Linked DNA regions of Mus musculus: regions 1 and 2 are each linked to region 3. The links are chromatin contacts, called in public promoter capture Hi-C maps. All regions are on one chromosome and are shown on one strand. Each heading gives the region's core, a stretch centred on a gene start, on an enhancer-like site or on the middle of the called end of the contact. The rest is flanking DNA. Distances are from core to core; before and after follow the strand shown. Region 1 holds the start of Clec4a4 (C-type lectin domain family 4, member a4). Region 2 has its middle 36 kb from the start of Dppa3. Region 3 holds the start of Foxj2 (forkhead box J2).

Evidence for each region. Promoter capture Hi-C pulls out the DNA fragments that hold promoters and counts their contacts. Capture Hi-C pulls out chosen DNA fragments and counts their contacts.
Region 1: a promoter capture Hi-C map of adipose tissue shows a contact between it and region 3. The contact joins the promoter of Clec4a4 here to the promoter of Foxj2 in region 3. A contact is called at or near these places in 1 of 115 datasets of contacts at active chromatin or transcription factors (bone marrow-derived macrophages) and 2 of 9 other capture datasets (adipose tissue and liver).
Region 2: a contact with region 3 is called in a promoter capture Hi-C map of embryonic stem cells, with 21 read pairs. The contact joins the enhancer-like site here to the promoter of Foxj2 in region 3. A contact is called at or near these places in 11 of 39 promoter capture datasets (the 3T3-L1 cell line, the HPC-7 cell line, cranial neural crest and 4 more), 1 of 15 datasets of contacts at CTCF or cohesin (embryonic stem cells), 15 of 484 Hi-C or Micro-C datasets (the N1E-115 cell line, bone marrow-derived macrophages, cerebellar granule neurons and 4 more), 31 of 115 datasets of contacts at active chromatin or transcription factors (the SCID.adh cell line, astrocytes, bone marrow-derived macrophages and 16 more) and 4 of 9 other capture datasets (adipose tissue, embryonic stem cells, liver and 1 more).

The regions. Positions count from the first base shown.
Region 1 is chr6:122,988,916-122,991,618 of GRCm38.p6, reverse strand. It overlaps Clec4a4 (C-type lectin domain family 4, member a4), which reads right to left and starts at 1,252. Exons shown (of 6, transcript NM_001005860.2): 1 at 1,171-1,252. The coding sequence starts at 1,252.
Region 2 is chr6:122,661,425-122,664,272 of GRCm38.p6, reverse strand. No RefSeq gene overlaps it. Among named protein-coding and RNA genes, the nearest start is that of Dppa3, 36 kb to the right of the region's middle. RefSeq lists a cis regulatory region at 1-2,351 and an enhancer at 1-2,688. Within about 2 kb of position 1,257, at least 16 of the 459 cell types and tissues checked have an H3K27ac peak or open chromatin away from gene starts, as enhancers often do. A contact at or near this core is called in the N1E-115 cell line and embryonic stem cells, where this site is marked.
Region 3 is chr6:122,818,844-122,821,641 of GRCm38.p6, reverse strand. It overlaps Foxj2 (forkhead box J2), which reads right to left and starts at 1,458. Exons shown (of 11, transcript NM_021899.3): 1 at 672-1,458.

The DNA.
Region 1 (2,703 bases), core at 3-2,502, 170 kb before region 3:
CAAACTTACACTGTTGAAATAACTGATATTAATATTTTGAGATCTGAAAAATATATATGTGTGTGTATATACATATATATGTGTATATATGTATATATATGTACATATATATATATATATATATATATATATATATATATATATATATATATATGAAAATACTTGGTTCATAGCCTTTCATGGAGGTGTGTGTGTGTGTGTGTGTGTGTGTGTGTGTGTGTGTGTGTGTGTGTGTGTGAAGGGAAGTGTAATGAGGTAGGATCTCACTGTGTAGTACTGGATGGTCTGCAACTCATTATGTAGACCAGACTGGGCTCAAATCTTCAGTGATCCTCCTGCCTCTGCCTCCTCAGTGCTGGAATTAGGCCAATCCTGGCCCTTGCAGTAAATCTTAAAGTATGTGCATATAAAGTGTTTTCCTGCATGATGACCCAACATAAATAGTGCCACCTGGCCTACAACTTTTCTTTACATTAGTATTGTAAATACATTTTCATTTCACTATGTTTTCTTAGTGTTCTTTATTATAGATTCAGCACTGTATACATAAATAACTTCCAAACTGCCAAAATATTAAAGACACATATACAATAACAGATAAATATTTCTATTCATAGTCCATCACTTTAGCATAATGTCTGTCTGCTAGCCACCACCACATGGCTGGAAACTTCATGGAGGAAGGTACAATTTAGTGGCACAGCAACTAGCCATCAAGTGAGAGGTTCTTCTGTGATCTATAGTATAAATGAAAAAGTTCCTTCAAGATAAAATCTCAACACAGAAACAGTTTTCATGAAGTTACAAAATACTGTCAAACATAGAAGGTAGAGATCACTATTAAACAATATGACTTCATTTTCAGAAAAAAAATGTATTTATGCTCATTTGTATAGAGCAGTAAATGCAGCAAGATTCAAGGTTTAGTTTCTGTAAATGGCAAGAGCAAAAAACATTCTGAGAAAGCTTTTCCTTCCCACTATAAAACTGTCCAGCTCTTCAAGTTGATCTACAAATAGTTTAAACAACTAAGACTCCAGTAAAATACCAGATGGGAGCGCTCAAAGAATCATTCACAAATACCACCTAACTTTGCTAGTGGCCATTCCTTTATCCTCCAGTCTACATAAGTACAGAAAGGTGGTTTTGTTTCCTTTTGTTTTGTTTTACCTGCAGGACATTTTGAGTAGGTGTCCAAGGAGTCGGATTCATTCGTGATCCTCACTTCTGCATAAGTGATTTCTGAAGCCATTTCAAGAAAAGACCTGCCTCCCTCAGAAAGCACAACTCATTCTCTCTCTAAGGCTCTGTAGTATGTGAGAACCAATTGCAGCAACAGGTTGTCATGTCACACAATTGTATGAAAGAAGAGGCATGTCTCACTAGGTTAAACCACATGAGAACAAGAAACCACAGCACGGAATCACTCAGGTCACACAGGGGAAATCCAACCTCTTAATACAAGAAAATAAGAATTGTAGCCCTCAAACCCACTCAGCGAGGTATGCAAGGACTGCAAAGTGGGAACTCAAAGGGGGAAGAAAAGAAATAGGAAGGAGAAGAAAAGAGGAACCATGCTATTAGAGAACTCTATCCTAAGACACAGCAAACATAAACTCGCGCAGTTCTATATGCAAACCAGTTTTCCTTTTTTTTAAGGAAAACCAGACAAAATGGGCAAACACTTAAGACATGACATTGATTTTGACTGAAGAAACAAATTGTGATATCACATTCTAGAGGATCGTTGTCCCTCACTGCCACGCACTTCAGTCGAGTCAGCTTGACAGACTGTGAAGCCTAAAAGCCACTCACAAGGCAGAGAGTTTCAAGGAAGCTCACCTCCTGGAGTTTATCCATATACTCTATTCCTGCGTTAGTCTGGTGTATGGATCTATGAGCTCTCTTTTAATATTTTATTATAAATACCTTTTAAGATTAAATTATGTTATAGTTAGTCTCCCCAGTGTTCCAAGATCCCAGAAGCGGCCAGAGCTTAAAATCCTGTGAGAAGGCAGTAAGGAAGTTAGCCTATTCAGTAACTAATTAAGCATTACAATAGACAGAGCCAGTGGCTCAACTGGTCTGCAGAAAGAGCCAGAGAATCTCTCCAAGATAGAAATCTTCAGTAAGGCTACATTGAATATTAAAAGCAAGTTGGTATATTCTCCTGACAACTGGAGATTCTCCAGATACTTAAAAGTTACACTCATATAAGAATTTAGCAAGGCCTAGGAAATTAGGTGGGTTGTGATATTACATTATTCTTGAGGTCTGCCAAGAGCAGAACCCCCTGGTGCTAGCCTTCACAAGGTTCACAGGTATAACACTAAAGTGTAAAATCCTTGCCTGTCACTAAGCTGACCCTAGACAGGACTGCTTTATCTTTACTGTAAACATTTACCTGGTTCCTGTAAATCCTTTTAAAGTCATTCCTTTGTTTTGTACCTGGTAACTTCAATGTACCTTGCCTGCTGTGACTTCCGACCCTTGTATTTTCTGTACTATAAAAAGTTTGATGCTCAACCTGACAAATACATTCAGATTCTACACAACCTCTCCTGTGTACATCTGTCTGTCATATCATCCAATGCTTTGCCCACCTGCGACTAGAGACCCGTTCCACGCAGACATAGGGATCAGAGGGTCTGCGACACCTCACCATTGTGTGGGATCCCACTTTTCTCTCAGCTGCCTACAGTA
Region 2 (2,848 bases), core at 8-2,507, 160 kb after region 3:
AGGTGAGGTGACATAAGATCGGGGAGGGCCCCCCCCCCCCCGCAGCACCTTCTCAGACAAAAAAAACCCAAAGAGTCCAGAAGAAAGGCTAAAGGGGCTTTTAACGAAATCGCTCCAACAGCACACGCGAAGCACAAGGCTGCAGAGCCCGGGAAGATGGAAAACCAGTTTCCTCCGGTCTCTGCATTGAAGCTTTTGCTGAGGAGGACATGACACCTGTCCTGCTGGGGCTCATGTGAGCCTGGGGGTGAGGGTGGGGGTCAAAAACGTGCTCCGTCTCCTCGAGCCAACAAAGGAAGAAATAATTAACTGCATTCAAGTACTGTGGGCTTAACTTTGCAGGAGTTAAGGCTGGCCCCAACTCAGGAGGGGCCTTTGAGATAGCAGATTGCCGACGGACTTTATTTCCTTTAAGTTTGTGTTAGCTTTGGGCCAGGAAGGGTCAGCTAATTATGTTTACTGTCGCCAGTTTGCCCTTTAGCTTTGTGGCCACTTTAAGGCCCCAGTTGCCCTTTGGGTTCATTTTTAACTAACTAGCAACTCACAGTTGAAGGGTTGCTTGCTGAAAGGTCTCAGTTTGAAAGTCTGACCTTCCTCTTGCTAATCCACCTTGAAGATCTCACATCTCCCCGACTCCTTGTCTGCCCCAACACTGCCATGCCAGCTGTACGGTTAATTCCAAATCTATGGAAGGTAAATTCAGTCACTAACACGGTCACAGGTGGTGGTGGTGGGGGTGTCACAGCGGATCCCCGGTATATGTGGAGCACCCGGTTTGCAAGACCCAGAGGTGTCAGAGGAAAAAAAGCCAGCAGAGGGGACCTAGGAGAGCCCAGTCACCCATCTGTGTGAGGTTTCCCACGGCTTTTTAGGAACAGTACTCCACAGCAAATGCGCTGTTATCCCCCAGCCTTAACATTCCCACCCTTGGGCTAGGAAGGCCTTTTCTCTTCTGGGAGGTGAAGAGCAGACTGGTTTATTAGGGCTGTGTTAGGGCTTGGAATGAACTGTGAGTAAGGACAGTTGGGACCTCCTGGGGAAAGCGCCCTTGTTTCTAGCGAGTGGATTGTCTCCAGAAGCTGAATTCGGGAGGCCGCGAGGTGCACCGGTTTATCACCACCCGCTATAGACTCTCAGCAGCAGCATCAAAGAGGCCCAGCTGCAAGGGGGATGGGTGGGTGGTGCGGAGCGGACAAGGCGCTTGGCCTCCTGCCCAGTTCACCTTGGGAGTGGCACTTTGGTCTCAGTCTGAAGCCGGTTCACTTCCTGGACAGTAGGCTGAAGGATTCATCGCTATCCAGGGAGCGGCCAGCCTTCTTGTAGCAACTCATAGATCTGCAAATACATGAACCTGTGGGGGGACGTTTCACATTCAAACCACAGTAGAAACCTTTGTTTGAAAAGAATCGCTGGCAGACTGAGATGGGCTCCAGGGGAGAGAGGTGAGGGTGCTGAGCAGGCAGCCCCAGGGCAGTGCTAGGTTTCGGGAGACAACTGAAAGGGAATGGGCCTACATTGCTCTGGGTCACTGGGCTGGCACCTGTCCGTGAACACAGTAGGCAGAACTCTTTCTTCCAGACCCACGAGCATTGAGAAATCTTGGACAGTAAGAGACAGAACCTGCTCCAGACAGTTTAGCCCACGACTGGAGTTTTACAAGTTTAAACTAATATATATTGATTATTATTGTTGTGGGTGTGTCTGTGTGTGCCGGCGCACGTGCTGAGGCCAGAGAACTATGTTCAGGAGTCAGTTCTCCCTTTCCACATGTTGAGGCAGGGTCTCTCTGGTTTCTGAGGTGCTGTGTGTTCGAGGCTGGCAGCCTGTGAGCCTCTTTGGCCTTCCACCTTCCATCCTGCGGTATGAGTGCTGGGATTACAGATATCTACCACTATATCTGGCTTTCTACAGGTTGATCGGGTTAGTTTTTTAACTTGATGAGAACTAGAGTCATCTAGGAAGGACGAACCCCATTTGAGAAAATGCCGCCTCAGACCAGCCTGTAGGCAAGCCTGTGAGGCATTTTCTTCATTGATGGTTGATGTGGAAGGGTCCAGCCCATTGTGCCCACACTATTTCTTGGGTAGGTGGACGGTCCTGGGGTTTATAAGAAGTCAAACTGAGCAAGCCAGCCAGGAGGAGTCTGTAAGCAGTGCTTCTCTGCGGCACAGCTTTTGCTCCAGCTTCCTGCCTCGACCTCCCTCAGTAATGGGGGTGTGACCCGAAGGTTGTAAAACGAAATAACCCTTCCCTACGAATGGTGTTCTTGGTCACAGTGTCTGTCACAACAGTAGAAACCTAACTAGGACACATGGGTTCTGATCATTGACCGTAAAGGGTTGGAGAGATGGCTCAGTGGATAAGAGCACTGGCTGTCCTTCCTGGGTTCAAATCCCAGCACCTACATGCTAATTTACAACTGTCTATAACTCCAAATCCTGACCTAGACACACATGCAGGCAAAAAACTAATATACATAATTTTTTTAAAAAAATGTTAAAGAGAGAATTGAACTTAGATGGTTGTGGCAAATGCTTTTATTCATAGACGTCTTGCTGGTATCTAAACCCAGGATGTTTGTGTCTTGTGTAAACTGGGAGGGTGAAGGTGGAGCAGCCTGAGAGGGGCTGGACCCAGGGCTCTCTGCCCTTCTTTTCTCTTTGTCTCTGTGGAATGTGTTCTCTTTCTCCTAAGGACGGGGGAGGCCGCTGCGATGTGTGTCCAGGCTGTCACAGTCTCAGCTTCCAGGAAAGAGCTCCCACAGGGAATGCTCCCCACATGGGAACTTGAAGTTGAAGCTGTATGGGCCTGGGTGGGTGAGCATGGCCAATCTAAGCAAAGACACCAT
Region 3 (2,798 bases), core at 209-2,708:
TTGGTATCTAGGAAGACTCCAGCCCACCAAGGTGCATTGCCCTGACAGTTCCTTCTCATTCCAGGACATGTGCATTCGCATTTCCCTTTGGATTTTACACAGAGAGGCAGATATCCAGCCTGAAGTAGGGTTGTCAAAAGGGGCCTCCCTCCTGGTATCCAAGACAGAGTGGGCGGGGACCTGTCGCCAGTCAGGCAAGCAGTCATTGTAATAGACTGGAAAGAAGACGTCTGTTGAATATTAAACTGACTTAGGCATGCCCTGGACGATACAATACAATCCATAAAATGCCCCCACGACTGCAGGTCATTTACTGCAGGTCCAGTCACCAGAGGACAAGACCCAAAGATGGACAGTGCTGTGGGATTCTGACTGTGCTGTGTCCTGAGTTACTAACACCATGGCGTCCTGAAAACGCACCTGTTGTCTGTTCTCAGTCCAAAGCATCAACTTCTCTAGGGGCTGCAAATGACCCAACCCTTTGGACTCCAAAATCTTAAAAGGCCATTTCTCAGAGTCTCTGAAGCAACATGTGGGTTCCAGTGCAAAAGTTCCATCGGAAGACATTTCCCAGGGGTCTTTCTTCTTCCCTTCGAATGAACCCTAAGCTCCACCATTTCCGCTCCCCACACCTCCTGGTGTCTAAAGACTACAGAACGGAAAGCACTAACCTGTCTCCAAGGCTCCCCCCGCCGCTGGAGGAAACCACCTGGTACAGAAGTTTGAGGTTGCAGGGATTCCCCTCTTCAGAGGCAGGTGACAGGTGGCATCCTCAGTGACTCTTCCAGTGCCTGGCGGAGCCTCCCAGGCTGGAGCAGGGAACTGAGTCCCCTGAGGAAGAGGAGTCGAAGGAGGAGGAGGGGGAGAGGGAGGACCTACCTGGGGAAGATGGCACACCCCCCACCCCCTGCCTGCTACCCTAGGGAGGAGGGGAGGAGCCTCTCCCAGCCAGGAGTTGTCTCCTCCCCTTTGGGGGAATCCCCCTCCCCCCCCAAACTGGATCTTTCAGGGGCTGAGGGCTCTTTCTGTCAGTTGGAGATCTGAGTGGAGGGGCTCTGCCCCGGTCCACTGTCTAGGTGCACGGAAGTTGAGGGGCGAGGTCTTCTACTCTCCAGCAAACTGGAACCAATTCCTGGCGGTTCCCTGGAGGGTCCTGGCTTGTGCGTATCAGGACGCCTCTCCGCGGTGAGTCCCGGGTGGGATGCGGGGTGCCTACTCCACAGGCATGGCTCCCTTTCTCTCTGCCTCAAAAGTCCCAAACTGTCTGGAGTGCGCTGAGGCGTGAGGGAGGTCTCACTCCGGGTCCTTCAGGTCTCACTACCCTTCCCGACTTCTGGGGGTCTCCGCTGGAGCCACCGTGGGAGGGACAGCCGCGTGCCCTGCGGCGATCTCTTCTGGCTGTCCGGGGAGTAGGGAGGGTCCTCCCTCCCAAGGGAGAGGGAGCAGGTCCCGGCACAGGGTGTCCCGAGGGTGGGGTCCTCGCACTCCGGCTCCCGCCCGCCTGGCCGGCCGGCCTGGACAGCAGGGTCCCGGAGGCCGCGGTCCGGGCTCCCGTCACCCGCTGCCGGGCGGCAGCGCCTCCCGGGTCACGTCCCCCGTCCGCCGCGCTTCCCGGAGCGTGGGGCTCCCCGCGCTGCCACCTCTGAGGCTCCGACCGGTCGGGGCAGCCAGGAGCCGGCAGGCGGACGGAGCGCGTCGGGGCTCGGCTCGGGCTCGGCTCAGCTCCGCTGCAGGCCCCGGCTCCTCCCCGGCCTCGGCGCCGCGCTCCGCGCCCCTCCCCCTCCCGCCGCCGCGGCCGCCGCCTCCCGGCGCGGGTTAAGGAGGAGCGCGGAGCCCCGCAGCCCACGGGTCGCCGACCCTCCGTCCCGGGCACTGGCGATGCCAGCGTCCACGCTAAGGGCCACACACACCTCTCATTGTGCTGTGGTCTACGCCTAAGACAAGTATTCCCAGTTTTCTCAGAAACGCATTTGATGGCTCCTCTCTTTCTCTTCCAGACAGCTTATAAAGGGTTATAGGGCCGGGCGTGAAGTTAAAGTTTACTCTTATCCTGGAGGTCAGTGAAAGATTGGATCGAGGATGTATAAAAAGATAAATGAGTCTGTTATAGAGAAATGAGCATCGGGAAATGGGGTCTTGTGTTAGTTTCGGCTCTGCAAACTTGTGCAAGGCCCTAGTTTCTGGAAGCATAGCCTGTGAAGAAGGGACTATGATACTCTGGCCTGCCTACTAATATGGATGTCGCAGTCACCAAAGGAAATGATTTACGAGTTGCTTTTTAAAATGGTCTAGTACACAAAGGGTTCAAAGCATGATTATTCATTTCCCTTATAAAATGTCATTTTTTTTTACCTTTGTGCTAAAGTCAAGTGACATTTCTATAGACTATGTTATCCTGAGTGCCACAGGGAGATAGAATGGGCTCTCAGCACATCCCTCTACTTCTTACAGAATAATCTCCATCCTGGGACAGGAAATAGAACCAGGTTAGCCCATCTCTTACCTCCCCAGTCATGCTATTCCAGTACAAACTCTTAGGTATATCACCCTCTGGCTTACTTTTCTCCAATTGTGTTCTATTATAAAATGATAAGACAAAAGAAATTGTTCACTTGATATTTGAATTGCTCAAAAAGATGACAGTTTGATGACTCCCTGTAGAAAGAGATGTCATTTGTCTTCTGGCTAAATATATGCCTACTGCCATTTACTTACATTCTTGTACATATAACCACATTACACATACAACGTCTGCATTAAGGCTTCACACTCTCCGTGTGTTATCACACTTGATTCTT